Regions from separate parts of the Mus musculus genome. Here region 2 is linked to region 1. A link is a contact called in public promoter capture Hi-C data. All regions are on one chromosome and are shown on one strand. Each heading gives the region's core, a stretch centred on a gene start, on an enhancer-like site or on the middle of the called end of the contact. The rest is flanking DNA. Distances are from core to core; before and after follow the strand shown. Region 1 holds the start of Fbxl14 (F-box and leucine-rich repeat protein 14). Region 2 overlaps Erc1 (ELKS/RAB6-interacting/CAST family member 1).

What was found. Promoter capture Hi-C pulls out the DNA fragments that hold promoters and counts their contacts.
Region 2: a promoter capture Hi-C map of liver shows a contact between it and region 1, with 2.0 times the contacts expected there. The contact joins the enhancer-like site here to the promoter of Fbxl14 in region 1. A contact is called at or near these places in 5 of 39 promoter capture datasets (the 3T3-L1 cell line, 3T3-L1-derived adipocytes, embryonic stem cells and 2 more), 2 of 15 datasets of contacts at CTCF or cohesin (large pre-B cells and pro-B cells), 5 of 484 Hi-C or Micro-C datasets (cerebral cortex, cortical neurons, forebrain and 2 more) and 5 of 115 datasets of contacts at active chromatin or transcription factors (all in embryonic stem cells).

The regions. Positions count from the first base shown.
Region 1 is chr6:119,476,499-119,482,913 of GRCm38.p6, forward strand. It overlaps Fbxl14 (F-box and leucine-rich repeat protein 14), which reads left to right and starts at 3,170. Exons shown (of 1, transcript NM_133940.3): 1 at 3,170-6,415. The coding sequence starts at 3,362. The coding sequence ends at 4,564. All of the region lies in intron 1 of Wnt5b (wingless-type MMTV integration site family, member 5B), which reads right to left.
Region 2 is chr6:119,581,906-119,588,320 of GRCm38.p6, forward strand. All of the region lies in intron 20 of Erc1 (ELKS/RAB6-interacting/CAST family member 1), which reads right to left. Among named protein-coding and RNA genes, the nearest start is that of Wnt5b, 41 kb to the left of the region's middle. Within about 2 kb of position 3,921, at least 57 of the 459 cell types and tissues checked have an H3K27ac peak or open chromatin away from gene starts, as enhancers often do. A contact at or near this core is called in 3T3-L1-derived adipocytes, cerebral cortex, forebrain and 1 more, where this site is marked.

The sequences.
Region 1 (6,415 bases), core at 1,920-4,419:
TATTAGTAAAATTCCAGTGTTAAACTCAAGAAAGTTTTGCTAAAGTTAAGTAGGACCGTGCTCACCTTTTCCGAGGTGCCATTGGATGGCTGTTCTAAACGACCTTTCTAGGAAGCCAAACCTCAGGGGTCCACACTGTACAGCCTAGGCCCATCACTGTGCTTTGTGTGAAATGGGGTTAGGGCACACTATGGTCGTTAGATATGGTGGCTTGCACCTATAATTCCAGCATTTGGAAAGCTGAGGTAGGAGGACTGACCACTATATCCAGACCAACTCTGGCTACACAGTGAGTTCCAAGTCAGCCAGGAAAAGAAATGAAAGAAAAGAAGCACGACGGGAGCTACACGAGGATGCTTTGCAGAAATGTCTATACTCAACTACTGACACTCTCAAGGCTAGAGAGATTGGCTTAGCAGGGAAGAGCACTTGCTGTTCCCAGTATTCATGTCTGGAGGTTCACATCTGCTTGTAACTCCAGACCAGTGGATCTGAAGACCTCTACTGGTCTTCTCAGGCACTCACATACATGTGGCATATTCGCAAACATATACACACCTTTCTGCTAAATCTAAAAAAAAAAAAAAAAAGCCAGATATGGTGGTGCCTGCCTTTAATCCCAGGACCAGGGAGGCAAAAGCAGGGAGTTCCATGCCAGCCTGGTCAATATAGCAAGTTCCAAGGCAGTCAGGACTACAAAGTGAGACCCTGTCTCGAAAGAGAGAAAGAAAGAAAGAGAGAAAGAAAGAAAGAAGCAAGCAAACAAGCAAATAAACAAATAACTAAGGAATGACTTTCCACTGGGAACTCATCTCTGATCCTGGAAGTAGCACTACATTAATGCTCATACACAGAACATCACAAAACAACTAGACCCCAAATGTAGGAGGGAAATGTGTTGGGAAGCAGGGGCTGAGAGGAGTGGGAGAGTGGGGAGGGGATGGCAGAGGGTGAGAAGGGACAAAAATGACCAAAAGCATATACAAAATTGCCAGAGAGTAATTTTTTTTTTTAATGTGATTTTCAGGGTAGGCAAAATGGGTAAAGGCAATTGCTTTCAAGTGTGAGGACCTGAAGTTGATTCCTGGGACCCGCACAGTAGGAGAGAGAGCTAACTCTCAAATAACTGGTCTCTGACTTCCACGTGGTGTGTCATGGAACTCAGTTGTGAGTATCAATAAACGCATGTGAATGTGCACCCACACACACACACACTGAATAAAATGTCCTAAGAATCGGCTTGGGCTTGAAACGGTGCTTACCGCTAAGCCTGACCAGCTGAGAGCCATCTCCAGCACTCGTACAGTAGACGGGGAGAACAGATGGCCCCTGGGGCTGTTTAAACAGAAGATAACCCAGATGACCCCAGGAGAGTGCAAACTGAGGCACAGCCAGAATTGTTACACTATACGTCAGGAATTATTTGGTGACAAACAATGTTGCCTCATATTCAGGAAGGCCATAAAAGTCTAAGGGCCTCGGTATGTGCAATGTGAGATACAAAGGGCCTGCAGGAATTTTAGCCACTGCATTTCCTGATTAAGACCCACGGGGTGGGATTTACTGTGTATTGTGCCTGTTAGTTCTGTACACACTCGGGTCTAACAAGTATCTGTTACTTAGGAAAGAGGAGTGGCTAAAAGCCAAGGCGATCGTATTCCAAATTTGGACCACATCCCAAATCTTGTTCAGTGCAAGATGTCAGCAGGTAAGGTCATTGCTACCAAGTCTCATGATCCGAGTTCCATCCTGGAATCCACATGCTAGGAGAGGGATGACTTCTTCAAGTCGTCTTCTGACCACTAGATACTGGCTGTGGAGCATGCCCTCTCCCCATTAAAGAAATACAATGTATTAATAATAATAATGATGATGATGTCTTGTTCAGGTTCCCAAAGAGTCAAGGAAACAGCTAAGTCAGGTTGTTTTGTATCTAGATGTGTGAACTTGTAACTTATTTAAGATTCTCAGGTTCCTTTTCTCTGAACTAAAAACTCTTGGCTTCAGGGGTCATAAAAATACAATTCTGAAATCCTATCCTTCATGCAGATATTTAAGACCCGAGGCTACACTGTATAGAGTTGAGCTCTGCCCTAGATTCATAAAATATACATAAAGCATAAGGCTGGAGCATCTTTAACCAGACCAAAGAGTGTATGTGTGTCAGCACATACAGATGTATTAGGTATCCGTACAGCTGGGCCGTGCAATCTACAGTCTAAGTGGCCGAGGAAAAAGACAAAACCTGGTGTAGGTTAGAGCGCAAGGCAGGGGCAGAAGCAGTGGGAAGTTTTGACACAAAGTTGAAAGGGAAAGGAACTCACATGGGTGTATGGAAACAACAAGATTGTGGAAGGCAGGCACACTGGACAACTTCCAGAAATTTCTAGAACGAGAGCTGTCAAACTATGCTGACTAAAAGCCACTTTCTCCACCAAATTAAGACTCACTACTAAAGAGAAAGGAATGGTGGGAAGGCCGCCCGACTGGGGCAGTGGGTGTGGTGAGATGGTTAAAGGCGCTCTGAGAAGTAACGCGGGCTAGAGGGGATGGAATATGCGGGCAAGAGAGGATGAAGTATGCGGGCGGGAGAGGGCGTGGAGTAAGCGTGGACACCGAGGGGAGCAGCCCGTGGGCCATCGGGCGCTCTTTAGGGCTGCACGGTGCGGCGAGGCCGCCAGCCATCCCGGCGCGCATGGGGTTAAGCCTCCGCGGCCGAGGGCAGAGCCCGGTTTCCAAGGAAACGGCTCCACCAGTTCCGGCGGCGCGGGCGCGTACCACTGAGCGGGGGAGCCGGCGCGGAGGACGCGGAGGGCGCAGCGCGGCTGGCCGGCTCCTAGGGCGCAGGCCCGATCACGCCGGTGAGTTCGCCGCGTCCCGCCGCCCGCGGCCGTGAATCGGACCCGCGCGACTTAGGCGGGGGAGGAGCGGCGCGCGGCGGCCCCAGAGTCCCCCCGCGCAGCGGCCGAGTGCGAGCAGCCCGGGGCTGGGCAGTTTGAACCGCGGACGGCAGACAAAGGCAGCAGGAAGCCGTCCGCAGCCCGAGCGCCCGGCCCGGGCCTCGCCGGCGCGCGCAGCAGCGACGCGGCCGGGCGCGGGATGCCGCAGGGCGCGGGGCGGCGCGCGGGCGCGGACGCGGCGCCCGCCCCGGCCGGGATGTGAGGCCCGAGCGGCCGCGCGGGGGCGGGAAGGGCGGCAGGAAGGAAGCGCCGCTCGGACGCGCCGGGAGGAGGAGCGGCGGCCCGGCCGGAAGGCGGGGAGGGGCGGCCGTTGGCCCGCGGCGGGCCGCTCTCGGCGCCTCCCGGGGCGGCGGCGGCGCCCGCGCCTCCTGCACCCGGCGCGGCGTAGCGGCGGGAGGAAGATGGAGACCCACATCTCGTGCCTGTTCCCCGAGCTGCTGGCCATGATCTTCGGCTACTTGGACGTCCGAGACAAGGGTCGCGCGGCGCAGGTGTGCACGGCCTGGCGGGACGCCGCCTACCACAAGTCGGTGTGGCGGGGCGTGGAGGCCAAGCTGCACCTGCGCCGGGCGAACCCGTCGCTGTTCCCCAGCCTGCAGGCCCGGGGCATCCGCCGCGTGCAGATCCTCAGCCTCCGCCGCAGCCTCAGCTACGTGATCCAGGGCATGGCGAACATCGAGAGCCTCAACCTCAGCGGCTGCTACAACCTCACCGACAACGGCCTGGGCCACGCGTTCGTGCAGGAGATCGGCTCGCTGCGCGCTCTCAACTTGAGCCTTTGCAAGCAGATCACCGACAGCAGCCTGGGCCGCATAGCCCAGTACCTCAAGGGCCTGGAGGTGCTGGAGCTGGGGGGCTGCAGCAACATCACCAACACCGGCCTTCTGCTCATTGCCTGGGGGCTGCAGCGCCTCAAGAGCCTTAATCTCCGCAGCTGTCGCCACCTCTCGGATGTGGGCATCGGGCACCTGGCCGGCATGACGCGCAGCGCTGCCGAGGGCTGCCTGGGCCTGGAGCAGCTCACTCTTCAGGACTGCCAGAAACTCACGGATCTTTCCCTGAAGCACATCTCGCGAGGGCTGACGGGCCTCCGGCTCCTCAACCTCAGCTTCTGCGGCGGCATCTCGGACGCGGGCCTTCTGCACCTGTCGCACATGGGCAGCCTGCGCAGCCTGAACCTGCGCTCCTGCGACAACATCAGCGACACCGGCATCATGCATCTGGCCATGGGCAGCCTGCGCCTTTCCGGTCTGGATGTGTCGTTCTGTGACAAGGTGGGAGATCAGAGTCTGGCGTACATAGCCCAGGGACTGGACGGCCTCAAGTCCCTCTCCCTTTGCTCTTGCCATATCAGTGACGATGGCATCAACCGCATGGTGCGGCAGATGCACGGGCTGCGCACGCTCAACATTGGACAGTGTGTGCGCATCACGGACAAGGGCCTGGAGCTGATCGCTGAGCACCTGAGCCAGCTCACGGGCATAGATCTGTACGGCTGCACCAGGATCACCAAGCGCGGCCTGGAGCGCATCACGCAGCTGCCCTGCCTCAAGGTACTTAACCTGGGACTTTGGCAGATGACGGACAGTGAGAAGGTCAGGTGAGGGCGGCAGTTCCAGTTCCCCCGCCCCGCCCTGTTCATCCCAGGACCACCACTGTTCCGCACACTCACGCGCGCACTTACACGTTCAGGGCAGTGGCCGCGGTGGGGCGATGACGGAAGCCTGGGCTCTCTTCTCCTAGTCTGGCGCCCCTCTCCACTGCGTCTGGAGTTGTTCTGCTCCCTCTACCCACTCTCCTTTCCCAGTGAGGGGAGAGATGGACCCTGCTGTTTCTCTGCCCACTCTTCTGCAGGGTATGGAGACTTTCAGCCACCGACAACTGTATCCTGGGGCACTGCATTTGGAAATGGGGTGGGGGCGGGGAGGGACTAGTCGTTTCAACCCCGAGGAGTTGAGGAAAGATGCCTGCCTTCACTTACACTTTCATTTGGATACTGTGATCTGGCTTTTAATTCCAAACGTGTAGAAAGCAAGCCCGACTTGAACAGCCTTCTCATCCACTTTGTAGCCAGTCTCCTCTCATCGCTGCCCCTTTGGTATCTGCAACTCACTTCGGTTCTGGTTTTGTTCTTGTTCTGTTTTTTTGTTTTGTTTTTTATCTGCTTCCTTTTTAGTTTTCAAAGAAATTTGAAATCATTGTTCTTTTTTCTTTCTGCTGAGTATATTCTCATATATATATATATATATATATGTGTGTGTGTGTGTGTGTATGTATATATATATATGTCTGGCTACCTCGTTTTAGTTTACTTTTTTCTCTTAAGCCCTGGAATTCTACAAGAGAGATATTTTGAGATTGAAACATTTTTGTGCCTAGACTGGAAAGATGCCCACTGGGTTTGTATCTGTTTTTGGTTTTGGCTTCTTCCCAACCTCCCTGTACCCAATGTGCCCCACTTCCGCATCCTGGCTACGACCCCACCCCCCACCCCACCCCCAGTCTATTGGGCTTTGATGACCCAACCATGTTTCTATATTGATTTAATTTATAGCACAAATGTATGGGAGAAATGAGAGCAGAATTTCCTTTTTGTTTGTTTGTTTGAGATGCAGATTTGAGTCTTGAAGAGGAGTATTATATATGCAAATTATGCCCCACCCCAACCCTCTTGCAAGTCTTCCCACCGAGAGGTTAGCTAGTGAGGCTGTTAGCTAGTGAGGCTTCCCGTCCTGTCGGGGAGTGAGCCGTGTCAGCAGAGAGCCTGAGGCTATGTGAATGAAGGGAGGAGGCTGAACTTCATGTCCTGTCTGAGTTCTGTTCTCGAAACGGGAGCTTGTGGGTTTGAAAACTTTTGTTTCTAAATGGAGGAATAGATGACTTTATTTTGGTGGGGGGTTGGGACTGTGGCTTTAAAACAAATCGCTTTTGAGTAGGATGTATATTTTTGTTGGATATTTTGTTTGTTTATTTTTTTAGAGTCCTCCACAGCAACATGAGAGACCATGGAGAAACCCAGAGACCTTTATCAATTAATTGTACTGTTTGTGAATTTGTATAAATAACAAAGATCCTCTTAAAACGTTTATATTCTTACAGCAAAAGGTTAAACTGATATTTATATAATAAAAGAGGAAATATGAAGTATGTTTTTGAAAAAAAAAGCACAAAATCCCCCCCTTGTATCTGTGAATTATTTTTAAGGCATTGTGTGTCGGGTACATGCTCAGGTGGGAGGTGTTAGGAGTGCACAGAAACTGGAACTAAGGTGGAGTTCAGCTGGCTCATGTGCTGTAAGTTTATGGTTGAGAATTTCTTTTGTGTAAGATTTACCACTGACATCCAAATGTTCTGTCTCTAGAAATGTGATCAGACTGGAGAGTTCTATAAATTTTGGTTTTAAACTGTCAACATGGAAACTGAAAGAAAATGAAACTTTTTTTTTTTTTTAAGAG
Region 2 (6,415 bases), core at 2,671-5,170, 110 kb after region 1:
TGAACCAACCACCTTGACCTTCCAACATGGCAGATGTCTGAGGGGCAGCTCTTCCATTTACCAGCAGAGCTAATGGCTGTGGTCTGTGACTCCTGAAGATCCTCTGAGAGCAGGCTGGAATGGGCAGCCTTCTCCTTTTCCACTCCCCTCTCATAGCTGACACGGTATGGCAGCCACTGCTCCTGCAGCCTGTTCTGCGCACACGTCCCACCCCTTGCTTGCCTGTGTTGTTCTCTTACCCACATGTGAATATTCTTCCTTCTGTTCATGCTCTCTAACTCTCTCATCCCTCATGGCTTAGCTCATCCCTTTCTTCTAAAGTGTTCCCCATTCAGAGGGGACACTGCTGCAGGATTTGTTCTGTCTTGTTTTAAGGATGCTCTATGCTGACTCCTCAATTCCTGGAGGAATTTCTGTTTTATACATGAAGCTGTCCAGCAAAATGCCTGCAAAGAGCAGACAATCTAAGAATGGCCAGTGAGTCAAACTGCAGGAATAGATACTAATTTTTCTGAAGACATTTTCTGTTTTGTCTCTGCTGTTGGGCTGAGTGCAAGCCCAAGTGCACACGGCTAAGTGCTCTGCTACCTAGCTGCACCTCTGAGGAGCCTATAAAGATCGGCTTGCTCAGGTAGGGTGCGGGTTGGTAACTCGGTGCTTGTTTCATGGAAGGGCCTGTGTTCCAGCTCCAGAGAAACACAACAAAGAAATCAAAATCATATGAACCTCCTGGTGAGACAGGCCTGCCTGTGTTGACAGCATCCATTCTGTTCAGAATTCCCAAAAGATGGAGTGCAGGGGCAAGTACAGGACATAAAAGTGGCTGCTGGCGACAACTGTCTAGCTTGGACACTCTTTTTTTTTTAAAGATTTATTTATTATTTTATGTAAGTACACTGTAGCTGTCTTCAGACACACCAGAAGAGGGAGTCAGATCTTGTTATGGATGGTTGTGAGACACCATGTGGTTGCTGGGATTTGAACTCTGGACCTTTGGAAGAGCAGTCAGGTGCTCTTACCCACTGAGCCATCTCACCAGCCCGCTTGGACACTCTTGAAGTAATAATGTGATTAAAGGGGCCTGAGCAGAGTCTCAAATGCAGCAGTGATTCCATGTGGAACACTCATGGTGATGTACACCATCACACTGATATACATTCTCATGGTGATGCGCACAGTCATGGAGATGCGCACAGTTATGGGGATGCGCACACTCACGGTGATGCACACAGTCTGCCATGTGAAGTACAGTGAAAGAGGTGCCTTGATCTCTAGCACAGAGCTGCTGTCACAGATGGGAGGCTCAGCAAATAAAAGGAGCAGAGATGGGGTTCTACAAGTTTCCATCAAATATAGGTACTGTTGGGAAGGGTTGGCTATAGAGTTGGCCAGCCTCCGTGCTGAGTAACTCAGAGGCCAGCCGACATGGATGGTGCAATGATAAGAAACATAAGTGGGATGGATGGAGCAAGAGAGAACAGCTGTGGTAAACTGGCTGCCTTGGGAGCACTTCCCAGAACATCTGCTCAGCGTACGCTATGACTTAAGAACAGGACCTGTATGTCTCGCCACAGACAAGACACAATACAACTGAGAGCCACCAGAGACCCAAATGTAAGAGATTCTTTTTTTTAAATTAGGTATTTTCTTCATTTACATTTCCAATGCTATCCCAAAAGTCCCCCATACCCCCCCCCCCACACTCCCCTACCCACTCACTCCCACTTCTTGGCCCTGGTGTTCCCCTATACTGAGGCATGTAAAGTTTTCAAGACCAATGGGCCTCTCTTTCCACTGATGGTCGACTAGGCCATCTTCTGATACATGTGCAGCTAGAGAGACACGAGCTCCGGGCCTACTGGTTAGTTCATATTGTTGTTCCACCTATAGGGTTGCAGATCCCTTTAGCTCCTTGGGTGCTTTCTCTAGCTCCTCCATTGGGGGCCCTGTGATCCATGCAATAGCTGACTGTGAGCATCTACTTCTGTGTTTGCTAGTCCCGGAATAGCCTCACAAAAGACAGCTAAAAGAAAAAAGTTGAGTATTCTGTAGATTTGGCTCCATTTCAAGATAAACTGCTGTGAGGTCAAAGAGAGGTCCTCTGATGGGTATGAAAGGCATGGCCACAGAGGTCTCTCGATAAACTATGTAAATGGCTGGCATGACTTAGTTAAGTCCCTTTTCCAGATGGTTTAGTGGTAGGCACAAAATTACACAGAAATGCTTAGTTTGCTTTAAGCAGACAAGAACTTGAGTATTTTAAAACAAAACAAAACAAAACAAAAAAACAAACCAGCTAACTCCTAGGACACAGGCTTTGAAGTCAGAGCTGTAAAACTAATGAGGGTGGTGGCCCGGAAGTGGTGGGTCAAGTAGAAATTGCCCTGTCTTGGCTACACTTTCTAGCTCCATAACCCAAACCAGCAGCAGTTTAGGAATTATGGAGACACAAAATGAGCTTCCCAGTTTCAATTTCTCAAACATATGGAATAAACTGCAATGTATTTTGCTACTTTGCTATTCTGAACAGACCATAAAGCTTACCAGATTGGGGGCACCTCAGAGCACAGTGATTTCTCAATTAGGAAGCCATTTCCTACAGGAATCTGGTCACTGTTTTCACACTGTAGGATTTACTAGCATTGATGGCAAGGAAAGCTACAGATTAATCTCGAAGACTTTTACAGCTTCCCCACCCACAGGTTAAAAATGACACCCTTTCCCTGCCCCGCAAAGTACTAGTTATGCATTGAGATGAAGGAATGTCTGCCTTCTCCTTCCTCATACAGAAACAGCAAGTACTTCATGCTGTGAAGCATGAAAATCATGTAATTCCAGGATCATCTCCAGGATTTTTATTCTTAGAACACAATATTTGTTAATCATGTACTGGATGAATGCTTTTCAAGGTTAGATTGCCATTATTTGTATAATTTGGTTTCAAAGGTTGAAAAGAAATTAAGGACCAGGGCACTTGCCTAGCACGCCCAAGGCCCTGGGTTCCATTTAAAGGTTCATCCTCCCCCAAGTCAAACCTAAGACCAAATAAAGAGCTCCTCTGTCACAGCACTGAAAACACAGCAGCCCTGAGTCATGAGTGAAATCAAACACTGAGGAGTCAAACTCTGGATCTCCCGGTCTCTGTCCCTTTCCTGTCCTTCCCACCCTACCGGAGCCAGGCAAACATCTAATCACAAAAGTAAGAGGCTTATACATGTTGGAGTCAAAGCATAGTGATTCTGAAATCTCAACTTACAGCCTAGAGGGAGCATGGTGATCCCTGGTTCCAGACTCTACCTTACAGGTGAGACAAAGGCCTGAAGCGGTATGGTGGAAGGGTGCTAGGCTGGTGAACATACTCACTCCAGGAAACTTAGCATGCATCACCCAGAGGCCAGCCTGGGTCAGAAGTCAGACCTACAGTTTCCAGATGCATGCACACTCTATCTGCAAGTGTTGCTAAGATACTAAATGTCTTACTCTCTGACCTACTTAGAGCCAGACACGTCTAAAATGCTTTCCTGTCTAGGACATTTGTCCCTAGGTGAGATAATCTGTGTCCCCTCTGTGATACTGTGCCACTAACAACTCCCAGGTCCGTCTCTCTCATGGGAGTCTGTCTTGCTAGAGTGCTCTCTTCTGAATGTGTGTAGAGACCGAGACGACAGGAGGAGCACAGCAACACTCATGACTAAGAAAGAGAAAACTGGGAAAAGAAGAAACTCCACAGAGTATTCGCACTGCTTGGCTGGTGTCCTATGCACTCATTTTGAAGGGCCAAGAGAATGGGAATCACTTCCTATAAAGGTAGGTCCCTAGAACACTCAAGGAACTGTGGCATACTGTCACCTTCGAACAACAAGCCAGTCGGCCCTGGTGGCGTACTGAACAGAAGCATCGTCCTGAGGCAAGGGGCAGACAGTCACAAGGACATGTTGCAAAACGTGACATCTGTTTTATATGGGCTTGCAGTGGCATGGCCTAAACAAACACTGCCAACTATCTAGAATTCTAAAAGTCTTGTTTGGCAGTACCTCAGATTGTCTTTCAATCATCTGCTAAGTGAAATGAACTGAGACTTGCACACCATTTTCAAAATGTAAGGAAACCTGCCTCCTGCTAAAGACATCTATCACAACAATAGTAATATTCTGGGGAGCACAGACCCAGGCAGGGTGGCTGGCCAGCCCCATGTGTTTAGTTTGGCTCACAGAAACAAAGACTGTCAAAAGGGAAAGGATGAAGCCTCCCCTCCTGCCCCTCCCCCCAAACCAAACAATGGATTAGGAAATCCAATGCTGAAGCTGCCAGGGTGGTAAGAATAAGGCCTTGTTGCAGCTGAGCTGTAAGTGCAGAACCCATGAGGCCCACTCCATGTCCAGCTGATGTCTCTGGCCAAGTGAAGGGAAGAGAGAGGGGAGTGTTGCAGCCACTGTGGCATGTGCACAACACACCTAGTCCCAGAACTGTGCTTCCCAACATGTGGGATCCCACGTTAGTGTCAGTGATAGGCAAAGACTGAAAAGGCTCCCGTGGTCACCCTGCTGAGTTTCCCTCTAATTTTAGTGCAAGCCTGATATATTATCCCAATGGCTACTCCTAGAGAAAGTGACATGATGATCCTTTAGTGGGGTACAAACTCCTGGTTCAGTAAAACAGAATCATGGGAGGTGTCTATAATGACCAACCTTTGTTGTCAGGAGGGTTTTCTAAGTGGTCCCTGAATGAACATGGCCATTCATGGATGATCATGTATAGTGGTGAGACATAAGTATCACACACTGATAGAGAATGCCTGTGTCTGACTCAGCTGGCACGGAGATAGATGTGGGTAGGGTTGCATGTTACTAATTTTTGCATGTGGAAGGGAAGAAAGTATGGGATATGATTTGAAAGCTCCTTAAGGGGCTGAAAGAAAAATATTCCTATAATCTCTTAAATCTCAGACTTTTGAAGTTTTGTCACAGGTCAAGAAAGATAGGATAGAAACTCCAGGGATAGTTCCAGTCTAATCTGGCTCAATGAATACTTAAGGCTCTCCATGCTATGAGCACACTTCCCTGAGAAACATGATGAAGCCACGGCATTCAGACCTCCAGCATACTCACAGAGCTTTGGCCTAACCCGAGAAGACAATGCAAGCATGTGTAGGAGAACAGACATAGCTTTTCTTCTACAGTCTCCTTCTAGGGAGCCAGACACAGAGAAGGTGTGCTTGGCCTTCATGAGAAGTGCAGGGAGGGATTCAGCTGCATAGGCAAGGGGAGACTGGGAAACCCTGGAATTATCCTTCTGCATGTAACCTTAGTAGGCCAGTCCAAACAAACCAGAGCCCAGATAAGGCTGCATGTGGCCCTGAGCAATTATCCCCAGTGTCTGTGGACCACCGCCTATGGCTGCATGACACTTCATAGGACTTACGGCAGAACACCAGGGTCCTTCTGTCCCATAGGGAACAAGTGAAGGGGTTAAATAAACTCTCCAATTCTCCTTATTATTCATCCACTCTCCCCTTGTCTCTAGAAGGACCCACAGGCTTGGGTGGTGCACTCAACTGCAGCACCCTGAGACACACTCAGCCTGAGCTGGCACTGACTACACCAGCAGCATCATGACAAGAAGTTCTGCATTTCAAAGTGCCAGTTTCTGCTGGAGTTGACACACTGGGAGGATTTACTTCCTAGGCTGCAAGGAGCAGTAGTGGCCAATACATGAGCCAGGAGCCTCATTTGCCACCTGGCTTTCCCATCCTGGATGAGGCATTTCACCTCTTTGGTTTCAGCTGTCTGGAGACAGGTGCTCTTCAAATTCTTTCTAGACTTTATGATATCTGACTAAGCAAAGCCCACTGCTGGTTTGCCTTATCAAATGAGTCAAAGGATGAGACCCAGCTGGAAGCCACAAGCTTTTCCTAGCTGAGGAAGTTTCAGCTCATGAGAACTCCACTGCCCCTACTCTGGGTCTCATCAGCAGGAGCCACAGACTCCGTACGTTATCTCCCCAAGATTTCCTCCTCCTGCTTGCTGCATTTTGGATTTAATTTGTGAAACACTAGCCTTAGGAATGAATGCTGATCAGACTTGGTTTTGCTTCAGCCTTGCAGATGTAGAGAGATAATCCCACAGACTCCACATGTATCAAATAGCATGAAGTCAGAGAATCTGGAGACGAAGGATGCTTTAACACTGTGCGTGCTATGATGACAAGACTAACCTTTTTTGCTAGGATCACTGGAGTGGGCAACATGCCTGGTCCATCATACTAGCTTAAAGTCACCATCACATCACATGCTTTTCTGCCAAGTTGGAAATAAGATCTGTCTGAAATCTGGCTCAGATTCACAGTCTCATAGTTTGATTTAAAAAGTCAAGACTTAGTCTGATAACATTAAAACCATTATTTCTCACTGATAAGG